Regions from separate parts of the Zea mays genome. Here region 2 is linked to region 1. A link is a contact called in public Hi-C data. All regions are on one chromosome and are shown on one strand. Each heading gives the region's core, a stretch centred on a gene start, on an enhancer-like site or on the middle of the called end of the contact. The rest is flanking DNA. Distances are from core to core; before and after follow the strand shown.

What was found. Hi-C and Micro-C count contacts between places; a contact is called where the count stands out from the background.
Region 2: a contact with region 1 is called in a Hi-C map of bundle sheath, with 2.2 times the contacts expected there. The contact joins the enhancer-like site here to the promoter of LOC100281341 in region 1. A contact is called at or near these places in 3 of 25 Hi-C or Micro-C datasets (bundle sheath, ear and tassel).

What each region holds. Positions count from the first base shown.
Region 1 is chr9:138,757,194-138,763,875 of Zm-B73-REFERENCE-NAM-5.0, forward strand. LOC100281341 reads left to right here and starts at 3,334. Exons shown (of 3, transcript NM_001154259.2): 1 at 3,334-3,701; 2 at 3,847-4,124; 3 at 4,292-5,373. The coding sequence starts at 3,497. The coding sequence ends at 4,855.
Region 2 is chr9:139,089,632-139,096,313 of Zm-B73-REFERENCE-NAM-5.0, forward strand. No RefSeq gene overlaps it. Among protein-coding and RNA genes, the nearest start is that of LOC100283571, 9.2 kb to the right of the region's middle. Within about 2 kb of position 3,785, at least 17 of the 20 cell types and tissues checked have an H3K27ac peak or open chromatin away from gene starts, as enhancers often do. A contact at or near this core is called in bundle sheath, ear and tassel, where this site is marked.

The sequences.
Region 1 (6,682 bases), core at 2,084-4,583:
ATCAGTAGCATGCACGAACTTAATAACTTGGAGGATTCCATCTCTTGGAGATGGACGACTGATGGCCAGTACAGTGCAAGCAGCGCATATAACATTCAGTTCTCAACAAACTTCTGCACAATGAAAATTTGTTCCATTTGGAAAGCAAAAACTGAACCCAAGTGTCGCTTCTTCGCTTGGACTCTTTTACACAATAGAGTGTTGACAGCAGAGAACCTTCAGAAAAGGGGATGACCTCACAATCCTTCTTGTTGTCTCTGTAATTCGACCTTTGAAACGACGGTTCATCTCTGCAAGGACTGCCCCTTCAGCAGGGAGGTGTGGGACAGAATCTTGGCTTGGGCGAATCTTTCGTCCTTTAAGGGGATCTATGGCTCTGATTCATTGTACGACTGGTGGAGAAATTTGAGAAGTAGGTGCAACAAGCCTTCGAGAAGATCCTTTGATGGCCTTATCATTTATTTTTGGTGGAGCATTTGGTTAGAGAGGAACAATAGAATCTTTCACAGTCAGCTTAAATCAACGGAGCAGGTCGCGCTAGTGGTCAAAGAGTTAGTTGGTTGTTTCCATGGCCTGGCTGGCTAGTAGGTACGCTTAGTAGGTCCGCTTAGTAATTTTGTTCAGGAGTTCGCTTCTAGTCTTGTAAGTCGTCTTGGTTTCTTGTAATTTCCTGTTAGTCCTACTCCTTCTAATATATTGGAGCGGCAAGTCTTTTGCCTCTCCCTTTCAAAAAAACTTCAGTATCACTTTTTGTGAGCTCTTCAACAGGATGGTTGAAAGAATCAAGATGTCTAAAAAGAGAATGAATTTGCCAAATAGGTTTCTCTAAATATTTTTTCCTATAAATTAGAGCTTATTATGGAACCCACACACACTTATGCGGTTATGCCTATAAGTGTTTTATCTACCGGTTAAGAGTTTTGCATCCTAGGTTTGTAAACACTTGATGTAAGTGCCAAAAAGTAAATGTATATCACTTGCCTTCACACTAGCAACCCGGTCTATCGTGGCCGATACATATCTCTTGACCTTCTCTATCTAACCACGTGACACTATGTCATGTCGCATGCAATGAGCTCCTTCGTCGCACTAAAACCAGATAATGGGGATCATGTGACGGATAGGATAATGGGGCCCATGTGATAGAGGACGCCATGGCGATTGTCTTGTACTCACTATACATTTATAGCGAACCACCACATATAGGACACTGTAAAACCAATTCCTAAACCATAGGCATTGGACGAGCCTTGTGATAGCATCGGTCTGTTCGGAGTAGAATAGTTGATGCACATAGAACACCATTGTGCTATTCAGAAGATGCACAGTGTGATGCGCTCAATGGACATGTTCGATTCTTTATCCAGTGTTTGGTGTAGATGTTAGTCTAATTACCAAAACTATATATGAACCTTTTCACGGTTGAGCTGGTACGGATGCTCGGCTTGGCGGGGAGCTAGGCGAGTGGCCGTAGCCATGGCCGAGAGGCGCAAGGACGCGTTGGGTGCCAACAGCCTGTACACGAGGACATAAACACCGGCATGGAGAAAGTATGTGAGAGAGAAAAATAGGAGAGAGTGTTGAAGCGACGAGCATGACCTCAAAATCTACGATGTGGACACTGGCTCATGATATCAAAACATGTTACTTTGATATCATACGTGAAGCACAGGGTCCAAAATAGAAATTAAAACACACACAAATCTAAATATAAACATTTTTTTAAAAAAGCTATAAAAAATCGGCCGAGCGTGCACCCTTTCAAACTTTATTCGAGTATTCTAATATTAACCTCAATCTACATGTGTAAATTGATTTACATTACATCACAATCCACTTTAATACATATGTATTACCAAAGTATTCAAACTAGGCCTAGAAGAGAGGAAAACGGCTGGTCACGTTGAATTGTCTGCGATTTTGCTGAGGCTGCGTCTATAAGTGTACATTCGGGCCGCCCGGCCCGGCCCGGCCCAAGCCCGAAAAGGCCCGTATTGTTTGAATTTCGGGCCGGCCCGGCCCGTTTGAATTTCGGGCCGTGCCGGGCCGGCCCATGGGCCTAGCCCTCGGCCCACGGCCCGGCCCGTAATTGCTTAAACGTGTCGGGCTTATTTCGGGCGGCCCGAAATTATAAAAGCCCGAAATTCACATTAGGGCCCGAAATTCAATTTTTGGCCCGAAATTCAGTTTTTGGCCCAAAATTCATATTAGAGCCCTAAATTCAAAAAAATAATAAACCAAATAAAAGATAAGACAAATAAATTTGTATAAAATCAAACTTAATATTTGTATTAAAGTTACCACAGCTATGCAATGACTACCTCGCATTTTGTTAGAAGGAAAAAGAGTATAATCAGCTGTATACAAAGTTCGTAAGTTCAGTTTATTGTCTAATGTTCATAACAAAAGTAAAATTACATCGCACAATCTAATTCAAAGATACAAAAAAACATCTAACTAGCATTATCTCTAGCTTTGTGTTCTTTATCAAGTATATGAAAGTGCGAAATAAAGTGTGGTTTTAATAAATATATGGGTCTTTTCGTGCTTCTATATGGGCCTTTTCGTGCCTGCCTTAAACGGGCCGTGCTCGTGCCCGCCCATGGGCCGTGACCTCGGCCCAAACCCGGCCCGATATAACGGGCCGTGCCGGCCCGGCACTAAATTATTTCGGGCCGTGCCGTGCCTGGGCCGTGCTTTTTTTTCCGTGCTTCGGGCCGGCCCATCAGGCCCGGCCCAAATGTACACCTATAGCTGCGTCCGCACACCGGTCCGTTGGGTGACGTTACGCGCGTCAAGCTGACAACGAACAAAGAGTGTCCCAAAAGAGGCGACGAGAGGACGAACGGAAGCGAGCACCACAGCCACGGATCGCGATTTGGCACGGGTAGTAGCGCCTGCAATGGACCCATGGTAATCTGGATTTCTCACTATTTTCTGGAAAGGAGCTGGGATGAGAGAGAGAATATCTTCTGCCCAGTTGCTTCCCCCACTCGTTTTCAAAGGTGAGAGAAGTATTTAAAGATTGCGATGATATTTTAAAGCAGAGCTCTGGTTTTCAGATCTCGACCGCATAGTTGCCGCGTGTGAGCTGTGAACGGGCGAGTGAATATTCCGCCGCAGGCCATCAGGATTAGGACAGGTAATTTGGAGTTGCTTACGGAGCCAGTCACTCACAGCTCCTGGTCCTGGCGGTAAGAAGTGAACCTGCCCGGCGCCCCCCGCCGGACGGGGTCCGTCGCCTACAAGCCGCCTCCCCACGGCTCTCCGCTCCCGGCCCGTCACACCGGCCGCCAATCCTATATAAAGCCGCTCCAGGCCCTCCGCTCCTCCAGTCCAAAGCCCCTTGCCTTCTATCCCTTTCACACACGCCTCTCCTTCCCTCTCTCTCTCTCTATCTTCCTGCCTGAGGCAGCAGCCATTTCCGCTTCCGATCGTGGAGGCTTGGTGTGGAAGGAGGAAAGGAGGCCAGCTGCTGGTTTTCGGTGCGGCGGAGATGTCTGAGGTGTCGGTGATAAACCAGGCGGAGGTGGAGGATGCGGGTGCCGGGCAGCTGGACCTGCCGCCGGGGTTCCGCTTCCACCCCACCGACGAGGAGATCATCTCGCACTACCTCGCCCATAAGGCCCTCAACCACCGCTTCGTCTCCGGTGTCATCGGCGAGGTCGACCTCAACAAGTGCGAGCCATGGGACCTGCCAGGTTAGTACTTGCTGCTACTGCATCGACGCCTCATAGCTCTAAACCTGCACCTTTTTTCCCCTTGTGCTTCTACTAGTAGTACTTCTCGGCTGGAAACCATGCCCTAACCAAAAAAAGGACGGAACTTTGCGTTGGATTTCTCCAGGCAGGGCCAAGATGGGGGAGAAGGAGTGGTACTTCTTCTGCCACAAGGATCGCAAGTACCCGACGGGCACGCGGACCAACCGCGCCACGGAGACCGGCTACTGGAAGGCCACCGGCAAGGACAAGGAGATCTTCAGGGGCCGCGGCGTCCTCGTGGGCATGAAGAAGACGCTCGTCTTCTACCGCGGCCGCGCGCCGCGCGGGGAGAAGACCGGCTGGGTCATGCACGAGTTCCGCCTCGAGGGCAAGCTTCCCGAGCGGCTCCCGCGCTCCGCCAAGGTCCGGCCCTCCCCCCCTGTTCTCGCCTCGTTTAATTGCTCGTTCGGCCCTGGAAATCTTTTTCTCCCCCCCCCCCCCCCCCCCCCCCCCCCCCCCTTTTTCGTCCGCCGGTGGCCTAAATCCTCTTCTTTTCTTGCTGCCTTCGTTTGTTTGTTTGTTGCGTGCAGGACGAGTGGGCCGTGTGCAAGGTGTTCAACAAGGAGCTGGCGGCGAGGACCGAGCCAATAATGGCGGCGGCCGGCGCGGGCGAGCTCGAGCGCGTCGGCTCGCTGGGCTTCCTCAGCGAGCTCCTCGACTCCGCCGAGCTGCCGGCCCTCATCGGCGCCGACGTCGACGAGGTGATCGACTTCAACGGCCCCGCGTCCACCTCCGGCGCGCCGGGCACGAGCCACAGCCACCTCCCGGTCAAGATGGAGGAGCACGCGCTGCTGCACATGCAGTACCAGCCGCCGCCGCCCCCGACGTCCTACTACTCGAGCCAGTACTTCTCTCTGCCGGCGATGAACTCCGGCGACGTCCTTCCCCCGGCGATCCGGAGGTACTGCAAGGCGGAGCAGCAGGTGGTGTCGGGGCAGACGGCGGCGTCGGAGGTCAGCCCGTCCCGCGAGACCGGGCTGAGCGCCGACCCCAACGCGGAGATCTCGTCGGCGGTGACCCCGTCGTCGTCGCACCAGTTCCTGCCCGAGTTCGACGACCCGGTCCTGAACCTCGCGGACCTCTGGAAGTACTGAAGCCTTCCCCTGGACGGCTGGACGACGATCGATCGGTGGATCGGGGCGCCCGCCCACCCGCCTCGATCCCATGGTTTGGTTGGTTAATTGCTTGATGATTCGATTGATTATCTTGGCCTGTTGTGGGATTTGGGGTTAGTGACGGACCGTGACGCGTCCTCCGCCTCTACTGACCTCGGGGTCTGACTAGATTATTGCCCGTGCAGACCGGCAGGGGATTAGGGCCCCCCTCCTTGTTAATGAATCCGCCCCCATCCTAGGTTCCTTGTCTTGGTCACTGTACATAGCGCCCTACTCTGATTGTGTCAGTAGCAGTAGCATGATTATTGATAGGATTAATGAAATGGGGGGTAGATTAGCGTCAGCAGTGCGTTATTACAGGGCAAAGTCTACGGATTGATTAGTGAATTTGGGCGCTTGATGAGCCAGCTAGCGCCAGCTTCATATGCACATGTACTACTATTGATTGCTGGTCGAGCTCGACATAGCATTATGTGAAAATTTGATGCTTCAGTTAACCTATTGTGATCTCGTCCGTCCGTCCTCTTGTACCGGGTACCGCTTTCCACTTGTTGGCCGTCCATTCCGATATGTAGCCGCAACAGCCTCGTGGATGCGATGCGATGAAAGATCGTTGGATCCGTGGGACCCTTCGCCGCCGCAGGCACGTACGCGACGCCATCCGGCCAATTATTTGGAGTGGAGGCGACGCCGGTCGCCGTCCTCAATTCTCATCGCGCGCGCCCAACTGGATCGGCCGCCGCGGCATGACTCCAGAGCCAGCCTTATCTCGTTTCGGAAAAGCCAAAGCCAACAGACGACACGGGAAAACAGAAACTGATCGCGCGCGCCCACCATCCTAACCAACCCAACCTGATCGCAGGCACGCACGCACGCCGTCGCCGTCGCCGACGACGAGTGAAGTGAAATTACCGCGCGCGCGTGGGCGGTGCTGGCCACGGCCGTTCGCGTCGTTTCGCTTGTGCGCGCACAGCACACGGTGGCTTGCCTTCCGTTGGAAGCAAGAAGAGGCTTGTGTGCCGCGCCGCGGCACGGTTGGCCGTATAGGTGTACATTTGGGCCGGGCCTGATGGGCCGGCCCGAAGCACGGAAAAAAAGCACGGCCCAGGCACGGCACGGCCCGAAATAATTTAGTGCCGGGCCGGCACGACCCGTTATATCGGGCCGGGTTTGGGCCGAGGTCATGGCCCATGGGCGGGCACGAGCACGGCCCGTTTAAGGCAGGCACGAAAAGGCCCATATAGAGGCACGAAAAGGCCCATATATTTATCAAAACACATTTCATTCCACACTTTCATATACTTGATAAAAAAACACAAAGCTAGAGATAATGCTAGTTAGATGTTTTTTTGTATCTTTGAATTAGAGTGTGTGATGTAATTTTACTTTTGTTATGAACATTAGACAATAAACTAAACTTACGAACTTTGTATAGAGCTGATTATACTCTTTTTTCTTCTAACAAAATGATTTATAAACGAGGTACTCATTGCATAACTGTGGTAACTTTAATACAAATATTAAGTTTAATTTTGTTCAAATTTATTTGTCTTATCTTTTATTTGTTTTATTATTTTTTTGAATTTAGGGCTCTAATGTGAATTTCGGGCCAAAAACTGAATTTTGGGCCAAAAACTGAATTTCGGGCCCTAATGTGAATTTCGGGCCAAAAATTGAATTTCGGGCTTTTATAATTTCGGGCCGCCCGAAATAAGCCCGACACGTTTAAGCAATTACGGGCCGGGCCATGGGCCGAGGGCGAGGCCCATGGGCCGGCCCGGCACGGCCCGAAATTCAAACGGGCCG
Region 2 (6,682 bases), core at 2,535-5,034, 330 kb after region 1:
TTTGTTATCCATGTCCTTGTTTACCTATCTGGGTTGGATTATTATTGTTTAGCTTTATGCTATTGCTCAAACTCTAATCAATGAACATGATGAGATTATCTATGATACGCTGTTTTCCCTTCTCTTATTGTGATGTTGTACTTGTGGTCATCAAGGGGGCTCGAGCGGTTTCTCGAGTGCCTCTCCGTAAGGACCTGTTCTATGGATGACCGCCCGGGAAAACAGTGCAACCATGAGGGTGGAATGAGATGCCCCTAGCTGAATAATTAGAGGATCCGGGGTGTAGTTCGCTTCGCCGTCGTGCCGTCAATGGGGCTCGGTGTATGCGGCTCGCTCTGCCAAGGTTGATTTGTCCCTTGGGGAGGAGTGCGGTACATTTAGGAAACCTAACGGGCGGCTACAGTCCCGGGGAATCTTTGTAAAGGCTATGTAGTGATGCCCTGCTGGGTCACCTTGGTAGTGATCAATGGAGAGTCATGATCTCCGGGCAGAATGGGAATCACGGCTTGTGGGTAAGTGCACAACCTTTGCAGAGTGTTTGAAAACTGATATATCAGCTGTGCTCGCGGTTATGAGCGGCCAAGGGAGCTCCAGTGATTAGTGGTACTTGATCAGAGACATTATGGTACAGGTGGTTATGAGATCGATGGTTCTGGTTATGACCATGGTGCTGGTAAGTGGTATTCTTTCCGTTTGGAAAGGGTACATCGGGCTAATAACTTGGGTTAATGCTAAAACTTGGCTTTCTCTACTAGTAATAATAATCTGACCAACTAAAAGCAACTGCTTGACTTATCCCCACATAAAGCTAGTCCACTACAGCCAAACAGGATACTTGCTGAGTATGTTGATGTGTACTCACCCTTGCTCTACACACCAAACCCCCCATCCCCAGGTTGTCAGCATTGCAACCACTGCTCAGGCGAAGATGAAGCTGTGGAAGGAGACTTCCAGGAGTTCCAAGACTACGACGAGTTCTAGGCGTGGGTTAGCGGCAACCCCCAGTCGGCTGCCTGTGAAGGCCGCGTTTATCTACGTTTCTTTTCCGCACTTTGATTTATTGTAAGAACTATATGGACGTCTCAGACGTATGATGTAATCGACTATTATTTCCCTTTTAATACTATTCTGAGCACTGTGTGATGATGTCCATGTTATGTAACTGCTGTGTACGTGAATAACTGATCCTGGCACGTACATGGTTCGCATTCGGTTTGCCTTCTAAAACCGGGTGTGACACCACTACACACCAAGTCAAATTATTTTGTTATGTTGAACTAAAGACTAGTGCGTTCTTCTTGGCCGAAGTGTTCACGCACAATCTCGATAGTGCGTTCTTCTTGGCCGAAGTGTTCACGCACAATCTCGATAGTGCGTTCTTCTTGGCTGAAGTGTTCATGCACAATCTCGATAGTGTGTTCTTCTCGGCCAAAGTGCCAAACCGAGTTTGGCATCACTCGAGGCAAAGGAACCTACCCTGCCACTACACACCAAGTCAAATTATTTTGCTGCATTGAACTAAAAACTAGTGTGTTGTTCTTGGCCGAAGTGTTCATGCACAATCTCGATAGTGCGTTCTTCTCAGCCAAAGTGCCAAATCGAGTTTGGCGTCACTCGAGGCAAAGGAACATACCCTGCCACTACACACCAAGTCAAATTATTTTGCTACGTTGAACTGAAGACTAGTGTGTTCTTCTTGGCCGAAGTGTTCACGCACAATCTCGATAGTGCGTTCTTCTTGGCCGAAGTGTTCATGCAAAATCTCGATAGTGCGTTCTTCTCGGCCAAAGTGCCAAACCGAGTTTGGCGTCACTCGAGGCAAAGGACCTACCCTGCTACTACACACCAAGTTAAATTATTTTGCTGCGTTGAACTAAAGACTAGTGCGTTCTTCTTGGCCGAAGTGTTCATGCACAATCTCGATAGTTCGTTCTTCTCGGCCAAAGTGCCAAACCGAGTTTGGCATCACTCGAGGCAAAGGAACCTACCCTGCCACTACACACCAAGTCAAATTATTTTGCTGCGTTAAACTGAAGACTAGTGCGTTCTTCTTAGCCGAAGTGTTCACGCACAATCTCGATAGTGTGTTCTTCTTGGCCGAAGTGTTCATGCAAAATCCCGATAGTGCGTTCTTCTCGGCCAAAGTGTCAAACCGAGTTTGGCGTCACTCGAGGCAAAGGACCTACCCTACCACTACACACCAAGTTAAATTATTTTGCTGCGTTGAACTGAAGACTAGTGCGTTCTTCTTGGCCGAAGTGTTCATGCACAATCTCGATAGTGCGTTCTTCTCGGCCAAAGTGCCAAACCGAATTTGGCGTCACTCGAGGCAAAGGAACCTACCCTGCCACTACACACCAAGTCAAATTATTTTGCTGTGTTGAACTGAAGACTAGTGCATTCTTCTTGGTCGAAATGTTCATGCACAACCTCAATAGTGCGTTCTTCTTGGCCGAAGTGTTCATGCACAATCTCGATAGTGCGTTCTTCTTGGCCAAAGTGCCAAACCGAGTTTGGCGTCACTCGAGGCAAAGGACCTACCCTGCCACTACACACCAAGTTAAATTATTTTGCTGCGTTGAACTGAAGACTAGTGCGTTCTTCTTGGCCGAAGTGTTCATGCACAATCTCGATAGTGCGTTCTTCTCGGCCAAAGTGCCAAACTGAGTTCGGCGTCACTCGAGGCAAAGGAACCTACCCTGCCACTACACACCAAGTCAAATTATTTTGCTGCGTTGAACTGAAGACTAGTGCGTTCTTCTTGGGCGAAATGTTCATGTACAACCTCGATAGTGCATTCTTTTTGGCCAAAGTGCCAAACCGGGTTTGGCGTCGCTCGAGGCAAAGGAACATGCCCTGCCACTGCCCAACAAGTCAAATTATTTTGCTGCATTGAACTGAAGACTAGTGCGTTCTTTTTGGCCAAAGTGTTCATGCACAGCCTCGATAGCCACTTGTAGCAACCAGTAGTGGTAATGGATCATGATCCAAATGTGTCTTCATAAGTTATAATTTTTAATTAAGTTTAGTTCAAAAATAAGTAGGAACACGGTTTGATCCCAATCTGATTCGATACTTAAATTTTATAGTATAAAATCTAGAGCCGGCCAACACATAATTTGCGCATCCAGCCGTGATATTCACAATACGGTGTTGGGGGATTGTAAAAACTAAACCATAACCTACTGTTTCGATCACAAACCAAATTGTAGAAAGTGACTATTGAGCACCATATTTAGCACCTAGACACAAAAGTAAAATACGATCGATAAACATACAAAATGAAAATATCTTAATATAAGAAGTCTAATATAACAAAGTTGACAAAGATCACAAGTTTATAATTCAAAATATAACAACCTTACAATTCACAATATAATAAGTTCACATATAACAAGTCTACATTTCCTGATCCATTTCACAAAACATAATAGGGATATCAACACTTCTAGCCTTACAACCTCGGAATATATAGATCCATTAGTGCATTAGTAAAAGGGTAATGACTAATTAAATTGTAAACAGATATAAATTTATGCTATATAATATTTTCGTTCTCCATCTATCCAATCTTTGATGCAAACAAGCTAGTGCTTCTACCATTGTAGGATCAAGGCAAGTATGAAATGGATCAAGCACACAACCATCGTCACGATTTTTTTTTAAAAAAATATAGTACTCGTGTGTGTATATATAGCGTGTGCGAGAGAGTGGCTGGTCCCTCTCACGTACCGCGTGAAAAGCGTGAGTGAAGCACGTCCCGCCAGCCTCTCCAAACGTTTGTGGGCTAGGTAATGGGCCCTGGCAAGAATCAAAATTGTGTGTGCCTTGCTGACTTGCTGTATCTGGTGTTAGTTTAGCCCCACCTTTTGAACGATGGGAGACTAGACAGACGCTATATATATGTCCTTGTGTTTAGGCCGGGTGGAGGCGAAGGGGTGGGTGGGTTAACCAGCTGGTCCACCAGCCTTTGGGCCTGTTAGTTTTTTGTAAAACTCTGAGGATAAAATTCGGTAAATTTTAATTAAAATCGGTATAATTTCCAATAAAAAATTCCAGTGCCGAGTTTGTTTTTAAAATTTTCGTATTGAAAAGTTTCGTGACCGTAAAAATCGAAAACGGCAACCAGAATTCTGAAAAAAAAAATCCGAAATCGTTTTCATACCTACTCTTCGATGCGATTCCAGCTCTCAGTATCATGTTGCCCGGCTGCAGCCGTCGCATCCAGCCGTATCATGGCACACCAGACGCGACATGTAGTAAGTAGCACTACTGTTTTAGATGGCATCTGATTTTTTTTATTGATGCTTCTTAGTTTACTGTTTAAGCGTTTTAGTTTGCAGCACTGCGTGTACGATGTACTGAAGCTGTGAAGAATGAGCATTGCCACAGAAGGCGTTTACTTGTTGATCCAACCCCATATTTAAGAACATCGATATAAGACACAAGAAAAGGTTTAAATAACTCACCTAGAAGATGTCAGCATCCATTATTTTCTGTGTGGGCTCTGAAGGAAATGAAACAGAATGTACAATAACGATCGTTGCCACAGTTGCCTAATGGTACAAGAATAGTGAAACCAGCTTATACACATACTGCTGATAGGAGCCAAATGACAATGCCTGACGAAAGGCAGCAACATACAACCAATGGTTAAGCAAATGGCCCATTTTCGAACTAAGAAAGAAAATCATCTATTATCAATTCATCAATTATCAACTCTACAAATAAAACTCATCCTATAACCCCTTGCTCACGGTGAGCTCAACAGCAAGGATGGCACAAAGGAACCTCTGTTGTGGCCTGAGCTTTGCCATACCGCATCAGGCATCACATCAACATAACATATGTAAAGAACAACAGCTATGTTATTAGCAGATTCTGGAAGTGAAAGGTCTCTGAAGTTAATCATCTGACTGTATGGTCTCTGAAGGAAATGAAATAGAAAATGGAACACACAAGTAACAGAGCGCATAGATCTTCAACATCCATTGTTTTCTGTATGGTCTCTGAAGGAATTGAAATAGAATGGTCTCTAAAGAAATGTATCTAACAAGCACAAAGAACCTGAGATGAATAGTAATGGTCTCACTAACAGGTAACTCAAGTACAGTATCATGCAGATTGCTTACTACCAAAACGGCGAGCCAAAATCTGCTGTTTCATCAACTTGAAATACAGTTTTGATTCTTCGTTCATTGTGCTTGTGTTAGTTTGCATTATCTCTTTGTCGTGCTGATCTCGCTCCAAGTCAAGCTTATTCTTCTCCAATTCATAGAACCTGTCATCATCACGGTCCCTCTCAATTTCTTGTCTTGCTTCTCTCATCTTTTTAACTTCTTCAATGGAAGGATCACCATCAGTGTCAAACTCATCATGCTTCCTCCATCTTGCCTTTTACTTCTCTGCTTTCTTTCCTAGTGGCCTGTCAAAGTTGACAGGATCTTCATTAGAAGCTTCCGGTTCAACCTGATCTTTTTAGCTTAGATTATCTGAATGCCCACTTTGGCTCGTGCCTAAGAATAATCCAGGCATGGTACACTGAAAATACCTTCCCGTGTTTTTCCCGGAATTTTGCTTTCGCTTCGACTACCTGAAAAATGACACATGACAAACAAATTATGGTTTACAGGATATCATGTTACAAAGTATAAACTACACATGGTTGTATATGTACACTCTACCTTGTCATCACTTGTGTTGCCATTTCCATTTTTCCTTTCTATGGCATTATTATAGTAACCTTGAAAAAGATTCACCTCTTTCTGAATTACATCCCACCTGTGCTTCAATGATGACCAGTTGCGATCTGACTCAAAAGTCCTGTTTTTGTTAAAGTATTTTCAAATTCTTTCCCAGGATGTGCCATCTTTTTTTTATCCTTTCTAGCAATAGGATCCTTATGTTCAGATACCCTGAAACTAACATATAGTCTTAATCTTCACTGAAATTCTTGAATCGGCTCTTCTTATTCGACTCTAAGTTCGGCTCATTGACCACCGTCACTTCATTTGACATTGTCCTCAGAGCTAAACACAAATGGACCTGCTGGTTGAGTAGAGAAGTATAATATCCAAGCTGTGAGGTTACATCCTGGGAGGCCATAGTGCTAAAAAAAAAAGCTTAAATCATTCACATAGGATCCATGGTGCTGATCGATCTGCTATTTACTCTACATAAAATGAATAACTAGTATACTTTCTGTTCCTGCAAGTATTAGGGGGTGTTTGAATGCGCTAGAGCTAATAGTTAGTGGTTAAAATTAGCTAAAAACATTTAAACACCATAACTAATAGTCCAACTATTAGCTATTTTTAGTAAATTAGTTAATAGTTAGGAAGTTATTTGTTAACTAGCTAATTCCACTAGCAGTTTTTTAGCCAACAAAATATTAACTCTAATACATTCAAACACTCCCATAGTTTTCTGTTACTGCACCTTTCTTCATATGAATAACTAATTAAAATAACCACAACCAGTACGACTCTTTTTCCAAATACTATTTGGTTATAAGCAACTATAGAGGAGAGGGCACAAGAATCAGATGCTGCGAACAATGCTTTTGGCCATTTGACAGAAGCGGTAAAAGGATATGGTGCCAGGCGAGCAGACGCCCCAAAGATAAAAAAAAGGAGCAAAGAACAGAAATTTTATTATGGTTCAATTTTGTAAACAAAATTTG